Linked DNA regions of Mus musculus: region 1 is linked to region 2. A link is a contact called in public HiChIP or PLAC-seq data. All regions are on one chromosome and are shown on one strand. The core of a region is the stretch at or near the end of the contact, and the rest is flanking DNA. Distances in the headings are between cores, read along the strand shown. Region 1 overlaps Gm42354 (a long non-coding RNA gene). Region 2 has its middle 27 kb from the start of Tmem201.

Region 1 (5,104 bases), core at 1,235-3,734, 90 kb before region 2:
TGCAGAGTCCATGGAGGGATGTTCCTTACTGGCTTGCTTCTTCTGCCTTGCTCAGCTTGCTTTCTTATAGAACCCAGGACTAACAGCCCAGGGATGGCACCACCCACAATGGGCCCTCTCCGCTTGATCACTAATTGAGAAACTGCCTTACAGCTGGATCGCATTTCCTCAGGGAGGCTCCTTTCTCTGTGCTAACTCCAGCTTGTGTCAAGTTGACACACAAAACCAGTACACAGTCTTAGCTGCAAGTGCTTTTACCCAGTGAACCATGTCGCTGACCTAGTAGTAATATGCTTTTGTTGAGGGCTCTTGGTGCCGCTTCTAGGAATTTGGCATTTGTCACTGGGCTCGAACAAGGAAGTCGGCTCAGCTAAGCATGTCAGAAACGGTGACCACGGGGCTTTGTTTACTGCTTTGCTGAATTAATGCCTTGTGTGATCTCTTTGCTGACCACTTAATCACTATCCCGTGTGATCTCTTTATTCACTACTTGGCTTGATTGCTTTGTCTTTGATCTAAGAGCTGACCATGGTTTTTGGATGTATCTAGGCTATTTCAGCCTCAGTGCAGACTGGAGTCATGCTATAATTTTGTCTAATTGTTTTTCTTCTTTTCCAATCCTCACTCCCTTGCTTTAGACCCTGTTGACTGACTGAGCTGTCTTGGCCATGCTTTTAATTTCAAATCCCACTTGTCTGATACATGCATTAGGAAGGTAATGACTTTATCTACGCGTGCTTGCAGGGAGCCAAGCCAATCCAAGACTTCCTTGGAAGCCCGCATGACAAGACAAGGGGAGCATCTCTTCCTTGGCCTTACCAGGAACGGATTTGGTGAGGCCTGCAACCTGCTGCAGCCAATGCCTCAGGGGAGTCAAGGTTGTCATGGTTTCTGGGGTCTGGACTCTTCCCCCTGGGAGGTAGTTATCCGTCCTTGGGCAGCTGTGTCTGAGGCATCCTGTGTTCTCTTTGCCAAGACTGTCTGACCTGTAGCTTGGCCGTTCTCCCCCCTGTAAGTAGTATATAAGATGTTATACTTAATCCTCCTGACCCCAGGTATTGCCTTTGTGTCTTCTCTGCTTCTTAACCTGATCCTCACACACAGCACCTCATTCGGGACCCTTATTTCTGCCGGTTTCAGGTCAAATGTTTGTCTTATAACCTTTCTATGCTCACTGTATTCAGTTTTTTGCTAGTTATAGGAACTGGAGGAGGAGGAGGATGAGGAAGAGGAAGAGGAAGAGGAGGAGGAGGAAGAGGAGGAGGAGGAAGAGGAGGAGGGGGAGGGAGGGGGAGGGGGGAGGAAGAGGAGGAAGAAGAGGAGGGGGGGAATCTTTTATGCTATTCCCTTTCTTGTCTTATTGCATTGGTTGAAACTTCCCGTACGGTGTCAGACAGTAGTGATGAGCTGGCCTTGTGCCTGCTGTCTGCAGGAGAGCCACCAGCTTCTCGTCTTCCACTCTGGGATCGGCCATGCTCTGTGGATTTTTATTATGATGTTGAAGTTCCTTTCCATCTCTTAGTTGCTGAGCATTTTACCCCATGTAGTTTGTGTTTTTGCCACATGGTGTTTTGGTTTGGGTTTTCTGTCTGTTTGTTCTTTGTTTTTGTTTTTTTTTTTTATTTGTGGTTTGGTTTTTGGTTTTTTATTATTGTTTTGTTTTGTCTTTTTCTTTCTTCAGTCTCTTCAAACAGTGAATTTTATTAATTGGCTTTCTAATACTGAGCCAGCCTTACATGCCTAGTAAACTCCCTCTTAGTTGTGGTGCTGGGTCCCTTTGCTGACACTCCTAGCCTATAATGACTTTCTAGCCTTGGGCTGAGCCTGTGACTGGAAGGATCGCCTTTTTCCCTCCACAGGCCTGTTTTCATTATTTCATTAAAGCCTAAGCCACAATGCACTGCTCTGCTGTACCTGGGCCTTGTCCCTGACTCTGCCAGCTTGAACCAGCTTGAACCAGGGCAGGTCTAATCTTCCTACTGAATCCATACCCCATACACTGTGCAATCTGGGTGCATTCCGGGCTCCATAGCAGAGCCCCCACCTCCACCCACACCCACACCTCCACCCACACACAGCCTCCTCAGAGCTTCTTATTGTTTTGTTTTTGTTTTATGAATACACACTAGCTCTCTTCAGACACACCAGAAGAGGGCATCAGATACCATTACAGATGGTTGTAGCTGGGATTTGAACTCAGGACCTCTGGAGCTCTTAACCGCTGAGCCATCTCTCCAGCCCCCCCCCCCCCTTCACGGCTTCTTACCTCTCTCTAACTCTGAGCTCTTTGAGCTCTGCTACAACCCAGAGACCACAGCAAGCGGCCTCCACAGCGCACACATTTCCTGGGAAACTGGGCTGATCCTTCATCCTGCTTCTGGGAATACAAAAAAGTAAACCAGATCCAGCCAGCCACTGTCCTCAGACCCTGCAGTGTTGTGGAAAGAGATATGAATGAGTCACAGAGGAGTCAAGGTCAGATCCGAGAGGCAGGGAAGTACAGCAGCCAATCCCAGCGCCCTTTAGCGGCTATCCTGTGCGGCTACCCAGGATGCTGCTTGCAGCTTCGATGACCTCTCCCTGGCTCCGGCGCTGATGCCAGTCAGAGCTTCCCCGCTTTCCCTTCCTTTCCATTGTAAACACATCAACGGCTGACCACTGCCCGAGACCAGTCATCACTATTCAGTTTAAAAACCCCCTGAGAGACCATGGAACCGGCTCCGTCAATGCAGCGCCTGCGGCCCAGCACGAGGACTTGCGTTCTGATGACCAATGTCCTTGTGAACACATCGGTCATGTGATGCACATCTAGAGTCCCAGGACTGCCAGAGGTCTGGTACCCGTGGACTTCTGGAACTCACTGGCAAGTCAGCCTAACAAAGTTACTAAACTTCCATGAGAGAATCTGTCTCAAAAATATGAAGACTGAGTGAAAAAAAAAAAAAACATGTACTCTTAATTTCTGCCTTCTACACACACAAACACACACACACACACTTCCCTCTGAGGCTAAGGAAAGACAGCTGCACCTGGCCCAGCCAGCTCTCCTCAGAGCTGAGAGGTCAAAAGTCTGACATTTTTTGGACCCCACACAAAAAAATTAATTCCTAGACTGGAGAGAGACTCAGCAGTTAGAACACATGGTAGGTTTACTGTTTGGTTCCCAGCACCTATAGGAATGACTCATGACCACCCGTAATGCCAGCTCTGAGAAATCTGCCCTCTTCTGGCCTCTAAGTTACCTGCATTGTGCTTTTGTGCGTGCATGCACCCCACACCCCCACACCCACCCATGCACTCAAAAATTTAAAAATAATAAATATTTTTAAAAGTTTCAACTGTATTATAAAGTCTGCCTGGGTGGTCTTTATGAAAAATAGTTCGTGATTTCTTTTGTAGAAGAGCCCCCACCCCCACCCCCCACCCGTAAATGGGAAAATCCTGGCACCATCTTGAGACGGTGCTGAAAGGCGCTTTCTCTGAGGACTTCCTTCTGACTTGTAAATTAAGAACAAAGCTCCATTCTGCCCCTGTCTAAAGAAGGACACAGTTAGGGGCAGATGTTTTAAGGGTCATCCCCCACACCATGAGCCCACGTTTGATACTCATGGTCGATATATTTGTCCCAAGGGATAGTGGGATAAAAGTCAGGCAGTGGTAAACAGATGCTGACCCATTCATTGTTTGAGCTGGGATTTGTTCAAGTGCAGATTCTCACTGAGGGGAAAGGGGCGTGGAGAGAAAAATCAGAGCATGAGACAAACAAGTCCTACCCCTGCTCAGACTCACTAACAACTAGACCTGTTGCCTAGAGTGCGTGACTGCAACAGGAACCACCCACCAACAAGAGTCCAGTGCCTCCCCCACCCCCAAGGGACTGATGGCTCCCAGGCTAGCTGGGAGGAAGGCTGGGAGCAGAGAGAGGCAGCCCCATGTGACTTCCCGGGAGCCTGTTTGTTTATTCTGGTGAGACAGGCAGACAAACTCCCAGCTGGCCTGGGAACTGTCACAAAGCTACAGTTACTTGCCTCTGACCCCTGAACTCCAGACCTGCATCTCTCTTTTCCTTTGTCATTTACCATTGTTGCTGTTGGCTTTTTGAGATGGGATCTCTCACTCACATGCAGATGGTCCCTTGTTGAAAGGAGCATGTGAGAGAAGAAGAGACAGCCGCCTAGAGCGTAAGACAGTCTATGACCTCCCAACATTACCACAGAGGACCAAAATTCCAACCACTGAGGGACACGCTCATGGCAGGGACCAGTTAACAGATGAGTTGAGGGTCACTAAATCTAGTTCTTTCCACACCCACTGGTGACAGTGAGAAGATGATACCAGGGAAGGTGCCATGCCTCACTGTGGAGGCTGCTCTACCTCAGGAGCTGTGTGGCACTTGCCTCAGATGGGCTCTGATGCTGCCAGGCTGGCTGCTTGGATCCTGTTCCTAACTCTGTAGCCGCAATAGTGTCTTCATCTGGCTGAGCCAGAGCCCTGCAGTGCTTGCTTGCAAAATTCTCTCTCTCTCTCTCTCCCTCTTTCCCTCTCCCTCTTTCCCTCTCCCTCTCCCTCTTTCCCTCTCCCTCTCCCTCTCCCTCTCCCTCTCCCTCTCCCTCTCCCTCTCCCTCTCCCTCTCCCTCTCCCTCTCCCTCTCCCTCTCCCTCTCCCTCTCCCTCTCCCTCTCCCTCTCTCTCTCCTCTGTTTGTGTGTGTGTGTGTTAGGTGGTAGGTGTCTTCCTCTCACTGTCTTCTCCTTTGAACCTAGAGCTTACCATTCATCTAGACACCATGGCCAGAAAGTTCTGCGATTGGCCTATCTCTGCCCCCCTAATCCCCAACACCCTCCTCCCAACCCAATGCAAGGATTATAGACAGGGACCATCATGCCCGGCTTTCGCATAATGTTGGGTATCTAAACTTAGGTCCCATGCTTGCCCAGTGACCATTCTACCCACTGAACCATTCCTAGTCCCTGCTTGGGTTGGTTTTTTTTTTTAACAAAACAAAACAAACAAACAAAAATCAGGGTTTTTCTTTGGCCTAGAGCCTGCCAATCATGCTAGGCTTGGCTGGCCAGCAGTCCCAGGAACCCTATCTGCACCCCCAGC
Region 2 (5,089 bases), core at 1,882-4,381:
TCCCGTTTCTCTCCCCTCAACGGGTTTTGCCCCCAGTTCTTTAATCAAGGGTGGAAAGTGAAGGTGAAGGCCACTAGGGACGAAGCCTAGGGCTCAGAGAAGCCAGACCATCACAAAGCTGGCTAGAGAGGCTACTGGGCTTCCCTCCACGGCCTCTCTCTAAAGCTATGTCTCCTTGATTTGAGAACAGAGCTAGGGATGCACTGTTGCAGACCCTTCTCTGGTGACAACAGGCTGAGTGAGGGAGCACCGTGAAAAGCATTGAGAAGGCCGGGTGGCGGGAGATGGCTCGTTTGGTAAAGTGCTTTCAGAGATACATGAATTCCAAACCCACATAAAATGCCGGGTTCCACAGGCCTCAGTAATGCCAGTAGGAAGGAGGCAGAGACAGACAGATCCTCGAGGCTCCGTGGTTGTCTGGCCCGCTTGACTGAATTGGAGAATCCCATGTTTAGGGAGAGTTCTCATCTCTCCCTGAGGTAAAGCTAAGGTAAGGAGAGACAGAGAGAGAGAGAGAGAGGGAGGGAAGGAGGGAGGGAGGGAGGGAGGGAGGGAGGGAGGGAGAGAGAGAGAATGATGTCTGACACTGACATCTCTACATGCACACACACACATACACACATACACATGTACACACACACATGCCCTCACATATACACACGCACACATGCACACACACACACATGCAGGCACACATACACGCACTCCATGCACACAGAAGCAAATTCAGCCTCCTAGCTTTCAGGGGTATCAGGCCCCATCATCACCGAGTGTAAATTCCAGCTTGAAGGACAGAATTATCCCTGCAATGGCTAGAGGTGGCCTTTAATCTTCATATTCGTTAGCTACTGTCCCCAACCGGCCTATTCAAAATTACATCATTCATTCATCCATCCATCCACTCATTCACTCATCCATTCCATGGCATTCCTACACACTCACTTCCAGTACTATCGGCAGGCAGAGAGCAAGTGACTAAGGACCGCACCCTGATGGGTGTAGAGGCCATGTTCCTAGAGGGCAGCTGAGTCCGACACAGAGCTGCTCAGAGGACAGAGTGCTGCAAAGCAAGGATACAACCAAGGACAAAGTGGAGTCCCTCTGGGGCAAGGGGCCAGCTGGGTAACATCTATGCCGGGGGGGGGGGGGTCTAATTCTTCCGAGTAGCCAGATGCAGAGTCGGGGTACTGCAAACCACACATTGATCCTGGGAAGATCTGGACCTGCAGGTTCCCTGTCAGGGCAGCATCAAGAGCAGTAAGGGCAGATGGGGTGAGAGTTCCTGAGGGACTGACTGTGTGAGCCTGCCTCATTTCTACCTTATTCTCAACTGCGGCCTCACTCGATACACCATCCACAGTCTGCTTCCCAGACCACAGTCAGAAACCAGCCCTTTAACTGGGACGGAAAAGGGGACTTTGTAGTAGGTAACCTTGTCCCCAAAGTTGTTTTCCCTGTTTTTGGATGACTGTTGATAAAGCCCAGTTCCCACGACCCCCCTGTCAGGCTCCGCTAACTTGCTGGAGCCCCTCTGAGAACTCTGGGAACTGTTCCCTGGCTCTTTCTGACTTGTAATAAAGGACTAGACGTGACAGAGACAGTGGAGAGAGGAATGAATGGCCCAGGTCAGGGAGGGCACGGGGCACCCTGGCTGCACTGACCAGAAAGCGCTCAGAACACTGCCCTCTTGAGGTACAGTGTTGCCTAGCACCCAGGAAGCCCCAGCATCCCAGAAAGCCAGGGGCCTGTAATCCTAGCACTTCAGAGGCCTGGGCAGGAGGATCAGTGTCCGCCTCAGCTCTGTAGTGAGTTTGGGGCCAGTCTAGGATCCATGAGATTTTTTTCTCAAAACAAACGACAAAGATCCCCCTGTTCTCTTGAGGATTTATGTGGGAGCGGCTGGTGACATCTAGACCTTCTTCCCCTCTCAGTAAGCTGGAGGGAGGGCAGGGCTGAAAGTTCCCACCCTCTCCACACAGCTAGTTAGTTTCCCTTAGCAGCCAGCCCCATCCTCAGACTGTCCAGCAGCCCTCAGGCCTGGTCAGCCCTGGCCACAGAAAGACACCACTGCAGAATTTTCCAGGACGTTAGGAGCTGAGTGCAGGCGACTGGACAAAGGTCAAATATGCATGTGACAGCATTACAGGTACTGGCAGCTCTGGTGAGAGCCAGAGACTGAGGCACCCTCACCTGTCCCCACTTGCGACACCCACCTAGCTGACCTATCCTGGGTCTCTTCAACAGGTCCCAAGTCTACTTTTCTGGGAAGGACTTGATTGGCCTCGCTGGAATCCGAGCCTCCATTCTGGTCCAGTAAGTTATGGCCATGAGTCAAGTTTGTCTGCTGGTTGCCCACCTTCTTGATTACAAAGGGGAAGAGTTGCCAAAAACAGGCCAGACTAACAGGCTAGAAGCTAACTGTGTCCATGTGAGTTCATCCTGTTTTGGTCTTGCTTAACACACACATACATACAACACACAAACAGACACACACATATCATCCACAATACACACACATATACAACGTGCACACCAATACAAGACAAGACACATATATACACAAACATAACACACACACTTAATATACCAACAGACATACACAAATACACATATATACACATATATAAAATGTATAAAATGCACAACATGAAAAACAGACACATACACCATATACAATACAGAGCCACATACAGAAACACACAGCACACACAACACAGAGAAACACAAACATAAGAGAGACAAGCACATACACACACACAAACACAGCACACAAGCAAGCACATGCACACATATACACAGAAACACACACACACAGCACACAAGCAAGCACATGCACGCTTGTTCAATCTCTTTAGATTTCCTTTATTTTTTATTTATTTTTTATTTTTTGATTGAACTCACGTCCTCTGGAAGATCAGTCAGTGCTCTTAACTGCTGAGCCACCTACCTGTCCAGCCCCTCCTCTGCTTTTCTAAGACATCCTCATTCCTGTTGCCCTCTTTAATGGTTCTGTCCTCAGCCCTACCTTCTGCCCCTCTCCTGTTTTGCTGTCCCTCCTCTAGGTGGCTCCCTAGGACTCCTCAGTGTATGAACGATCAGTCAGTTAACCACACCAGACTCTGTAGAGCAGAGGCACAGAAGCGATGTGGAAAGCTGTGCTCTGATGTTAGCTTGTCTGGGCTTACCCGTGTAAGGAAGCAAGGCTGCCCCAGGCTCCGCCCACAGGGAAGTTAGCCATTGTGGGACTCTCTTCTAGCCCTGCCTGAGAATTTCTTGGCCAGGCTTTTTCTTGTAGAGCTGTGATGGCCATGGCCATTCCCTGCCTGGTGCCGGGACTTTGGCAGAGCCATGTCCCTAAGGATGGGATGACACAGTTTGCTTCTCAGATCTCCATCCATCATAAAGCCCTAGTGGATTACCTGAAATTTATACTTTGCTTAGTTATGTGTACAGGGCTCTGGTAGAACATGGTGGTATTCTTTTTGTTGTGGTTGTTGTTGTTTTTGGTTTTTTGTTGTTTTGTTTTGTTTGTTTTTTAAAGATTTATTTATTTATTATATGTAAGTACACTGTAGTTGTCTTCAGATACACCAGAAGAGGGCATCAGATCTCATTATGGGTGGTTGTGAGCCACCATGTGGTTGCTGGAATTTGAACTTCGGACCTTCGGAAGAGCAGTTGGGTGCCCTTACCCACTGAGCCATCTCACCAGCCCCTGTTTTTGTTTTTTGAGGCAGGGTTTCTCTGTGTATCCCTTCCTGTCCTGGAACTCACTTTGTAGACCAGGCTGGCCTCGAACTCAGAGATCCGCCTGCCTCTACCTCCTGAGTGCTGGGATTAAAGATGAACACCACTGCCAGGCAGTGTTGGCACACGCCTTTGATCCCAGCACTTGGGAGGCAGAGGCAGGCGAATTTCTGAGTTCCAGGGCAGCCTGGTCTACGAAGTGAGTTCCAGAACAGCCAGGGCTACACAGAGAAACCCTGTCTCGAAAAAAACAAAACAAAACAAAACAGGAGACAGAGGCAGGTGGATCTCTCTCTGAGTTTGAGGCCAGTCTGGATTTCAGAGCAAGGTCCAGGAGCTACACGGAGAAACCCTGTCTAAAATAAAATAAAATGTGTATAGGGGCTGGAGAAATTCAGTGGCTAAGAGCACTGACTGCTCTTGCAAAGGACCCAGGTTTGGTTCCCAGCATCTACATGGTGACTCACAACCACCTGTAACTCTAGTTGCGGTCTTCTGACCTCCATGTTTATCAGGCACACATGTGGTGTGTGTGTGTGTGTGTGTGTGTGTGTGTGTGTGTGTGTGTGTGTGCAAGCAGGCAAAACACTCATAGCCAGAAGAATAAAATAAATACATATACTAAGATGAAAAATTACGTGTATATATGTGTCTATGTAGCAATCCCTGCAAAGGCCATAGGAGAACATCAGATCCCCTGGAGCTGAAGTTACAAGCAGCTGTGGACTGCTCAATGGGAGAAGCAAACTTGAGTCCTCTGCAAAAACAAACAGAACCAGCTCCTAAGGTCAGCATTGTCTCTCCAGCCCCATCTCTGCAATGTTTATTTGGAGTCATACCTCTTGTCTAGGCCAATGCCTTGAAATCCTGTCCACTTGAATCTTTAGCCTTAAAGTGGGCAGGCCCCAGGGTGTGGGCTTCCAAGCAGTAGAGGAAGAGTTGTCAGCTCAAGGGTGGGATGGGGAAACCATTTTCCAGATGGGCGTGGAAGGCTTTCTCTTTCATTTCTTGGAAGATGACTTCCCCTCCAGCAGTTTCCAGAAGGCCCCAGGCTTGCTGTCTAACAGGAGGAGATAGTTTACAGGGACCAGTGGTCAGAGTCATCAGCCCGATGATGGCTCTTCTTAAAGAAATCTGTTCCCTTGCCGGGAGCAGTGTGCCAGTTTAGGGTTCCACATAGGGTGTGTCTTCTGCCATGTATTTGAGCCTTAGTAGTCTTTGACTCTAGGCGGGGAAAAAAGAATATACCTTTACAAAGTTAAATATAAACTGGCCAGTGGTGGTGGACTCCTTTAATCCCCACATCAGGGAGGTAGAAGCAGGTGCTGGGGTCTTGGGCTTA

Evidence for each region. HiChIP or PLAC-seq counts read pairs in DNA pulled down with a chosen protein or histone mark.
Region 1: a contact with region 2 is called in an H3K27ac HiChIP or PLAC-seq map of embryonic stem cells, with 5 read pairs. The contact joins two enhancer-like sites. A contact is called at or near these places in 2 of 15 datasets of contacts at CTCF or cohesin (embryonic stem cells and pro-B cells), 9 of 484 Hi-C or Micro-C datasets (B cells, the HL-1 cell line, the N1E-115 cell line and 4 more), 1 of 115 datasets of contacts at active chromatin or transcription factors (embryonic stem cells) and 3 of 9 other capture datasets (adipose tissue, embryonic stem cells and liver).

Annotation. Positions count from the first base shown.
Region 1 is chr4:149,797,636-149,802,739 of GRCm38.p6, reverse strand. Gm42354 (a long non-coding RNA gene) reads right to left here. Exons shown (of 3, transcript XR_881588.1): 2 at 2,267-2,428; 3 at 211-1,009. Among named protein-coding and RNA genes, the nearest start is that of Gm42354, 9.5 kb to the right of the region's middle. Within about 2 kb of position 2,484, at least 26 of the 459 cell types and tissues checked have an H3K27ac peak or open chromatin away from gene starts, as enhancers often do. A contact at or near this core is called in embryonic stem cells and pro-B cells, where this site is marked.
Region 2 is chr4:149,708,768-149,713,856 of GRCm38.p6, reverse strand. No RefSeq gene overlaps it. Among named protein-coding and RNA genes, the nearest start is that of Tmem201, 27 kb to the left of the region's middle. Within about 2 kb of position 3,131, at least 148 of the 459 cell types and tissues checked have an H3K27ac peak or open chromatin away from gene starts, as enhancers often do. A contact at or near this core is called in embryonic stem cells and pro-B cells, where this site is marked.